Linked DNA regions of Danio rerio: region 1 is linked to region 2. A link is a contact called in public Hi-C data. All regions are on one chromosome and are shown on one strand. Each heading gives the region's core, a stretch centred on a gene start, on an enhancer-like site or on the middle of the called end of the contact. The rest is flanking DNA. Distances are from core to core; before and after follow the strand shown.

Evidence for each region. Hi-C and Micro-C count contacts between places; a contact is called where the count stands out from the background.
Region 1: a Hi-C map of an unstated tissue shows a contact between it and region 2, with 2.9 times the contacts expected there. The contact joins the promoter of dgkaa here to the enhancer-like site in region 2. A contact is called at or near these places in 2 of 18 Hi-C or Micro-C datasets (caudal fin and an unstated tissue).

What each region holds. Positions count from the first base shown.
Region 1 is chr23:35,245,099-35,249,989 of GRCz12tu, reverse strand. It overlaps dgkaa (diacylglycerol kinase, alpha a), which reads left to right and starts at 1,639. Exons shown (of 24, transcript NM_001045315.1): 1 at 1,639-1,814.
Region 2 is chr23:35,107,987-35,113,144 of GRCz12tu, reverse strand. It overlaps a transcript of nr4a1 not described here. Among named protein-coding and RNA genes, the nearest start is that of nr4a1, 9.8 kb to the right of the region's middle. Within about 2 kb of position 3,509, at least 6 of the 62 cell types and tissues checked have an H3K27ac peak or open chromatin away from gene starts, as enhancers often do.

The sequences.
Region 1 (4,891 bases), core at 390-2,889, 140 kb before region 2:
GGTTAATCAAGCATTTGGCAATCAAATATATTGAAGCTTAAAGTTCACCCAAAAAAGATCAAAACAAATAAAATCCTGTGACAAACCTGTTTCTTCTTTGAAACTACTGTGGATGTCAATACTTAAGGGTTTCCAAGATCTTCTTTTGTGGTCAACAGAAGAAACTGAATATTTGCAACCACTTGAGGGAGAGCAACTGTAGTGAGTAAAATGTTTTTTTTAGGTGAACCGTCCATTTAATTGTACATTATCCATTTAATTATGTTGTGTAACTATTAAAGCGACTAAACAGTTTAAAAGTACAGTACAGATGTGAATACATCACTGATGACAAATCCCACAACTGAAAGCTTAGCATTTTTATGAAATTACACTTTTAATAGTGCAAATGTCACACGACTGTTGACTGTGTGACCAAATATAACAGGTTCCAGTTGATTAATCTTTCACAAATAATGCCAACCCTCTATCTATCTATCTATCTATCTATCTATCTATCTATCTATCTATCTATCTATCTATCTATCTATCTATCTATCTATCTATCTATCTATCTATCTATCTCTACACTCACCGGCCACTTTATTAGGTACAGCTGCTCATTAACAAATTTCTAATCAGCCATTCACCAATCACATTGCCACAACTCAATGCATTTAGGCATGTAGACATGGTCAAGACGATCTGCTGCAGTTCAAACCGAGCATCAGAATGGGGAAGAAGGGGTATTTAAGTGACTTTGAATGTGGTATGGTTGTTGGTACCAGACTGGCTGGTCTGAGTATTTCAGAAACTGCTGATCTACTGGGATTTTCAAGCACAACCATCTCTAGGGTTTACAGAGAATGGTCCGAAAAAGAGAAAGTATCAAGTGAGCTGCAGTTCTGTGGGGCAAATGCCTTGTTGATGCCAGAGGTCAGAGGAGAATCGCCAGACTGGTTCGAGCTGATAGAAAGACAACAGTAACTCAGATTAGCACACGTTACAACTGAGGTATGCAGAAGAGCATCCCTGAACGCACAACATGTCCGACATTGAGGCAGATGCACTACAGCAGCAAAACACCACACCGGGTGCCACTCCTGTCAGCTAAGAACAGGAAACTGAGGCAACAATTCGCACAGGTGACCATGTCTGTCCATTTGTCCATCATCTGTTTATCATTCTATCTATCCGTCCATTTGGGCACAATTGCAAAGCTGGTATTTGGATTTAATTCCTATTAAAATCTCATAAGCAATCACAAAAGCCAACAGTTAGAGACTAGAAACTAGACAGTTTAAAAGTGCAGATATGACAAATCTCACAACCAAAAGCGATAACATTTTAATAATAATGACACTATTATTAGCGTAAATGTCACACCACCCTGTTGACTGCTAGTGTGTGAGCAAATATAACAAGTTTCAGTTGATTAATCTTTCACAAATACTTTCTATCTTTCTGTATATCCATCCATTTGTTCATCATTTTATCTATCCATCCATTCCAGCTCCACTACAAAACTGATACTTGGATTTGAAATATGTCTGTCTGACATCAAAGTGCTTGGTTGAGCGCGGGCGGTGCTGTGACTGTATGGGAGTGTCATTCACAGTTAGGCGTGTTCACTTCACTGTCAGTTCTCCACCGGACAAACACAGCTAAACGCTTTCTCACAGACGAAGCAGCTTCTGGCTCCTTCGCCACTCATTTACTGAATTTTTTTAAGCGCTGAAGCAGATTTTGAGTGCATCTGAATCGGGTTTTGCTCGTGGAGGTCTTGTTTTACACACAAGATAGAATCACTGTCCTGCAGACCTCAAGACATCAAGGTAACGGCAATGTTTGTTTATTATTGTGGTCGGACAAGCGAGTTTTTAGATAGTTGTCAACATTTAAAGCTGTAACAGTGATTATAAACTGTGCTACATGTAATTATAAAGCATAATTTTACAAGACTTAAAACTCACGTCTGTCCAAATGGCGCGTTCATGTTCGCGTTCGAACGTTTTTATCGATGTCTAGAATGTTGACTAACGCTAGCTGACGAATGCAATCGTAAGGAATGTGTTCTAAATTGGAATCTTCCTGACGAGTTCGGTTTCTTAAAGGTTACATTTAGAACCTATTAGTAGTTTGACGAAGACATATAGTTAAATCAGCTGCTCACTAGAGTTATTAAAGATTATGAGACAATTTCAGGCTGTAATAGAACATAGTCTAATATATAACATTTATAAAATGACTTTTGACACACATTTGTATAAGAAGCTCGATTGCAGTTTAAGTAATTGATACTGAATATTATATACACATACAGCATTTTAAAAGTTACACCTTTCACTTTTTATATGGAAGTAGTCTAATATATTTTATTGTTTTATTTTATAGTGAGCTTATCACGTGTATCTTGTCATGCAAACAGCAGTGAGTTGCAAACATAATACAGTAAAAGTTTTCCGAGGTGTAAATGATGACGAAATTAATAGGTTCATGATTCGTATTTATTCAGGTAATCTCTTGTTTTTAAGTGTTTTGAGTCACTAAAAGAACAGGCTTATAAGATTCATTCTCTCATGACACATCTCGCTGTATGTTTATGAAGCTTTAAAAACAAGCGACTCAAAAGAGTCATTTTTTCGGGAGTCGGTCTACGCTGCACTGTTCTGTATTGTTGTATATTCAGTCGCTGTATTCAATTGCATGTCAATTGCATTTGGTGGTTTTCTTCTTAATTTCTAAGTTGTCATCTTGGTATGGGAGTTTTTTTCTGAATGTTTCTAAAGATATTATGGTAAAGTTGGTTATATATTCGCACATTCTGACTTTCTCCTTAATAATATAATTTTTAGAAAAGTTTTCATTGCAAATTCTAGATGTTGAAATCATATTAGCAGCCAACAACCATCAAAGTACACCATTGTTCACAGTCAATAAAATAGTTCTAATGTTGTTGTAAAGTCATGTAATTTCAGTCTGAATATTCATAGTACCATGGTAAACAATGTATGAAGCTGTCATTGAATGAATGGAATATAATATATATGCGAATATAAAACCAAGCTTACCTGAATTCTATAGATTGTGGACCCTGAGTCATACTGTTATATGAACTGGTTGAAAAATTTTAAGTCACTGAAACAGAAGCAAAAGGCTTAGATCAGTATGTTAAAACATACAATTACATGGTTTCCCAGAGTGCTTCAAAGCACACCATGCTGAAAAAAAACAGCTTAAGGTGTTTAAATTGGTTAAGGTGGTCTCCCAAACTGAAAGGTCCCACAAACCCATTTAAAACAGACCATCAAAACCACCAGAGCTTGCTGTAAAACGCTTTTTTCTTCACCTTACCATGGTTGAAAAAGAATTTGGTGTGCTTCTTATAATATGTCACGATTATTATTTGACAGGTTTGTCTAATCTGGTTAAATAAACGTTGCATTATCTGGATTTTTCCTGTGACTTATCAATAGGTTGATGAATGTCAATATTCTAGCATTGCATAGACTGCTTCAATAATGCAAAGTTTTCTTAAATAAACTTTCTTATTATTAAAAGTTTCCAGTAATTTATGCCATTAAGTCTCATTTCATCATCATGTTTTCAACTCTTCCAGTACATTTTATATTGTGCAGTAAGTCACAACGGTTGAAGCAAACGTTCTGCTCCAGTGCATTTACACCTTATTGTCAAATTGCTTGCATAGTCAATCATTCTTGTTTTTCCACTCTTGCTCCTGCTATACACTGACCAGAATGTATCCTTATCAGCGCAGCTTGCGTGTATTTTAGTTTTTCAATTTTGTATATCTGACTCATTTGAAACTCTTCACTAAATCTGTGGACGTCCCTAAAGAAATTAAAAGTCCTAATTTAGTCTTTCATTCTCTCCAGAGCTCTAGGCTTATACGTGATAATGGTAACTCGTTCTCTGAGGGATCTCTAGCCCTATGGGCTTGGCTAAAAAATCACAGGATTGGTTTACTCTTTTCCCAGTAATCTTCTGTTTTTTTATAACTCATGAGCCAAACTGAACTTAGGAACTGGACTGTTTTTTCCCCCAAACCTCAATTATCATCTGACTGCATTTACACAACAGGGACAGATGAACGTCTAGCTTTGTCAATGGAATGTGGGTCAATATCCATTTAAAGACAAATTTCCTCACTTTTAACAGAGCGAGTGCTAAGTACTTATTAATCTCTAAAAAGTGGGTGAACAGATACTGGAAACTGCTGCTGTAAAGTGCTTGTGTTTTCCCATTTCCACTCTGTGGGCAGTAAACAGCACCATGTTCTCTGGCTTGTATAGTTGGAAACCAAAATGGTGCAGATTCCCAAGAGTATCAGGCCTGCAGACAGAAGAAAATGAAACATTAGGAGCCAAAAAGATATCACGGTTCTCACTAGTGTATTTATGGAGGGTTAAGATTACAGCAATGGTTTTTGGTTCTGAATGATGGACAGTTTACTTTACAAAAAAAAGTGATTCATGATTCAGACTGGGGCCGGCAAGGTAGATCGGTGGTTAGCACTGTTACCTCACAGCAAGTAGGTTGCTAGTTCGAGTCCCGGATGGGCCAGTTGGCATTTCTGTGTGGAGTTTGCATGTTCTCCCCGTGTTTGCGTGGGTTTCCTCCGGGTGCTCTGGCTCCCCCCACAGTCCAAAGACATGCAGTACAGGTGAACTTGGTAAACCGAATTGACTATAGTGCGTAGTGTGTCAATGTGAGAGTGTATGGGTGTTTCCCAGTACTGGGTTGTGGCTGGAAGCGCATCCGCTGCCTAAAACATATGCTGGAATAATTGCCGGTTCATTCCACCGGGGCGACCCCTGATCAAATAATGGACTAAGCTGAAGGAAAATTAATAATTGAATGATTCAGCTTAAAAGTCGTTTGAGAAGTAACA
Region 2 (5,158 bases), core at 2,260-4,759:
CACGCTCTTACCTTACCTGCTCCTCAAGGTCTAGATTCCCTCCAGGAGCCTCCAATAAGTGAGTACCGCTTGTGGTACCTTCGCAAATAGGCTATAATTCACTTTATAAAACCTTTATATCCAATGTTCCTCGCTGATTGAATGATCCTCCCATTCCCACACTGACTGCTGATTCACTAGCATCTTTCAATTGACAATGAAAAAATGAAAAACTGGTGACAATGAAAAACCCATCTCTTAGACAATAACCTTAACCCAGAGGTGGGCAAACTACAGCCCGCTAAACACTTTCATCCGGCCCGCAAGGGAGTTTTTATAATGCAGCATCTGAGTAACGGTTCGGTTTCAGAATTAGTAAGTTGATGTAATACAAGTGAACGCTATTTGATGGCAGTATTGCACACTGTGCAACCAGTAGAATTAGAACACACTCTCGAATATTAAAATGCACTCGACCGTCAATGACTGAAAATAAGTCAGGCAAAAAAAGAAAAGAAAAATTGACTCAATGTCATGTGTTTAAGGAAGAATGGACAACAATATACTTCTTCACCAATATCGGACAGAAAGCGGTATGTCTAATATGCCAAGAAAGTATTGCTGTTTTTAAAGACCACAGCCTAAGGGGCCGATCACACCGCCGCGCATTTACGTTCCAAAAACATGAGGTGCACCGCACTGCCTTTTTGTTGACAAGAAAAAAAGAAGCTTGGTGCGCTTTTTTTTATGTCCCTTGGCAACGACTGAATCAGCTCGGTATTTTGCCAGAGGGTTGCTGTTGATGTTAATATAACTTTATTTTAGGCTCATTGTTCACATTAACACACTCTGATAACATGACTTTAAATAACAAAGACTTTTTCCATTTTATCTCATAGTTTTAAAATGATTGATATGAGCATATTAATAAAAGCTCAAATGAGATTGTTGTGAATTTGACTCAAATTAAATAATAAATGCTGGTTAAATGTGTTGATTTTTGTCATAAAATATAGTTTCCATGCTTACATCTACTTTAAAAAGGTCTTTTATCAAAGGTTTGTGGTTTTATCAAGTTTTATGATGATTAATCTGTAAATTCTAAAAGCGGCGCAAAATAGATTATTGTAAATTTGACTGAATAGTAAACTTTAAGAATTATTTTTAATGTGTTAATATGAGATTTAATATGAGTGTTAATATGAGACAATATCTTTTCTATTCTCCACTGTAAAAATTATTGTATTATTATTATTATTATTATTATATTTTATAAGGGATTATTTTATTGTTTTATGATGATTGATAAGTAAATATAAACAGCAGTGCAAATTAATTTGACATGTAAAATTGACTCTATAATAACTATTAAAAAAAATCTGTTTTGTGTTAATGTGACATGTTCCTGTCCAATATTACATGTCCCATGCATATCGCCACTATAAATAAAAGTTATTTTTGAAGGATTGTGTCCCTTCACTTGGTTTGCAAAACTTGATGTGGCCCTCGGGTCTAAAAAGTTTGCCCACCACTGCCTTAACCCCTTTATACAAAACCATGAACCCCCTCTGGCATCCCCCCCTTCGTGGCTGATACACCACAGAATAATTAGGTTAGAGAGTATAATAAAAATGATTTGATTCTCAATCAAACATGTCAGGTGTAATAAAGTGTGAAGAACAGAAAGTGGATTGTTTAACAGCTAAATTGCCCCAATTAACAACATAACATCCTATAGGGCACAGGTGTCAAACTCAATTCCTGGGGGGCCACAGCTCTGCACAGTTTAACTCTAATCCTAGTTAAACACACCTGATCAAACTAATTGAGTCCTTTAGGCTTGTTTGAAACCTGCAGGTGTGTTGAAGCAGGGTTGCAGCCCTCCGGGAACTGAGTTTGACACCCCTGCTATTGCGGATTTTTTTTGGAGGAAAATGAGCAAGACTCTTCTGAGATAAATCTGGGGGAAAATTACAGTAGTAATCAGGAGTACAGTACATCCCGATGTTCCTAGTTCACACTACATGACTTTAAATATTGGCAGATGGTCCAATCCCCAAACACACAGTAAATAAAATGTTTAGGATACAGCCATCAGAAAGATGAACACAATTGGCTGCTTGTGTGATGATGACATCACTGACAAAGTGTTCAAAGGAGTGTTTAAAACAATCGTCAATCAGCTGAGGTATCATCGCTCATATATCTTTACGGTTCATCTGATAGTTGTGGCTTTAACATACTCTTGCATCTGTGTAAATGCAGGGTGGAGTGAGTGCATCGATGATCATTCTGGCCAATCACAGACATTTCTGTTGAGCTCCTGAACAAAGTTCACAACTTGCTCTCATTGGCTGCAACTCGTCACTACATCTGACCATACGTGTAATTGAGTTGGCCAACTGGTCTGGAATATTTAGCATGCTGAATATTGGATTTTCATCTTCGAGGTGTCGCCAATGCGTCAGTGAGCCTCTTTGATGCATTATTCAGTAGTATGCACAGATTTTCCCCAATCACAGCCCATTCTGTCGGCAAACTCAGACTCAAATCAGGCTTAAAATCCTTTAGTGTGAACTAGGCATTACGAGTTGACAGATCATAACAAGGACTACTGGTGCGTACAAGTCACATTCAGTGGCACAAGATGGCGTTGTACCTACGTTTGTTAAATTACAAGAAAACACAGCAGGGTTTAACCCTGCTTATGAAACATGAAGAGCAAAGAATTTGCATCAGATGTGTTTTGCCCACTGAGATTTATCCCACATGACTTGAACGCATCATTACAAGAAATACTTGAAACCTCCAGGCTAATGTTTTGAGGCGAGTTGGAGCTGAAGTCTACAGGACACCGGCTCTCCAGGACCAAGTTTGGTGACCCTTAGTTTTGTTGTTGCCTGCTTTTAAAAAAACCTCAAACATTGAGGAAAGATCTTGGCTTATTTGTGGAGATGACTTGCATCCATGTTTTTATAGCCAATGCTTAGCTTTTTACTTGTGTGGATAATAGGATTTGAAATCTGTAAACATGGCTGATGCTAACTTGCAGGTTGCCCTGAAAAGCATGTCGTCTTCCCAGCAAGACTTGCCACTGAGAAGAGAGGTCAGTTATTTAGCTTATTTTTGGATGAATAGTCCTTCAAGAGCAACACATGTCCTCATTAAAAGGCTGAAATAAAACTACAGTGATCAAGTTGGTGGTTTACACTTGATAGCTTGAGCTTGGAGGTACAAGGCAGCTGTCTGGCTTCAGCAGAGCCTTTTGGGACTCACGCTCTCAGTCGATATCCTCTCAAGGTCAAGATCAAGATCCTGCCAAAGTCATGAGACCTTATCTTAGCACATTTGCATATCATTACATAATCAGTGTGCTAAGCTACGGTCCAGTCGAGACAACAAACTGGCTATTCAGGGGAAGATGATATGAATTCAATCTGATTCAAAAGCCAGGCTGCGGTCAAGGCATGTTGTAGTCTGGAGAGCCACAAATTGACATACAGTACAGCGAGCTACAGATAGGGGGAGCTAACGCTGTCTCGCAGGTTAACGGCTGGACATAAATCACTTTGATTGAACAACAGGTGCCTGACTCTGAACCCTGAAACCGGCTCCACATATGTGATATATGGTTAAAAGTCCAGTGTGTGATGTTCCACAGTGCATGTTACATGAAATGAAGTGGTATGTACACATCCAAAAAAAATTCAGAGCAAGCACATGACTGAAAATATCTGAGAAGGATAACCTGACAAAACCAAAGAGGTTAGAATGTTTAGATATTTTTAAAAGTGAGTGTTGTCTTTTTCCATACAGCAGAATGTGTTATAAGGAGTAGTTAAATAACATGAGCTTCTGGTGCTCTCACCAAGGCTGCATTTGTTTTGATCCAAAACAGTGAAAAGGTTATATTTAACTTTTTTTTCCAATTTCAAGTAACACTTTTGTTTGTAAAGATTTTCTGTCTTTATTATGATAGAAAGGAAGTGTGTGAGGGAGGTGGGATGGGATTGGGAAAAGTCTGCGAGCCGGTACTCAAACTTGGTGTGCCAAGACTTATAGTTTATTATTTAAAAATATTTATACAATACAATTGTAATACTGCAATGTCCGTGATTTCAGCATCATTACTCCAATCTTCATTGATTCATTATCCTCTAGAATTCTTTATCATATGCTGGTTTACTGCACAAGAATGACTTTTAATTAAAGTTAAAATTAACTGCGCTGCTTTTCCCAAATTAAATAGTTAAACTTAGTCCTGGAAGGGCCGGTGTCCTGCAGAGTTCAGCTCCAACGACACCCTCAACACAACTGCATGGAAGTTTGAAGTGCACCTAGGAAAGCCAAGGTCACACTGGACTTTTCTTGCCATAGATTTCCATTCCATTTCCAAATGCAAGCTTGTGCGACAAGTTTCGCAGTTCGCTGCATTGCAAAGTTCAAGTTTGTTGAACTCTGCGAAAACGCATCACTTGACTGTGTGAGACCAATCAAGGATCAAAATCTGACCTCTCTGGACAGAAATTTAAAATATGGACCAATCGTTCACATTCTTGAATGTCTAATCATCTTGTTTAATCCAGCCCCTTTTCGCAGCTTCATACGACCGCACCTTAAGAGCTTGATTAGCTTGTTCAGGTATGTTTGATTACAGTTATAGCTAAACTTTGCAGGACACCCGGTCCCCTGACACCGAACTTGATTGACAGCTTGATTTAAAACATGTCTCAAACTCATTTCTGGATGGCCACAGCTTTGCAGTTTTGCTCCAGCCCTAATCAAATTCATCTGATCAAATTAATCAAGGTATTCGAGACTACTAGTGTCTAGTTGGATAACCTCAATTAGTTGGATAAGCTGTATTTGATTAGTGTTGAAACAAAAATTCCTGTGCCCTCCAGGAATTGAGTTTGACGCCTATGATTTAAAGGGATAGTTGGCAATTCTGTCATTGTTTATTCACTCTTGTTCTAAACCAGATGCACTTTTCTGTTTCTGAACACAAATTAGATTTTGAAGAATGTTGCAAACCAAGAACCTTCGACATTCATATTCACAATCAACATTCTTTGAAATGCAATATGCCACTCTTAAAAAAGCCTGACTGTCTTTGACAAAGGCAATGGACTTTGGGATAAACTGGAATGCAGATTGCAGATCAGCAGCTCACTTCACA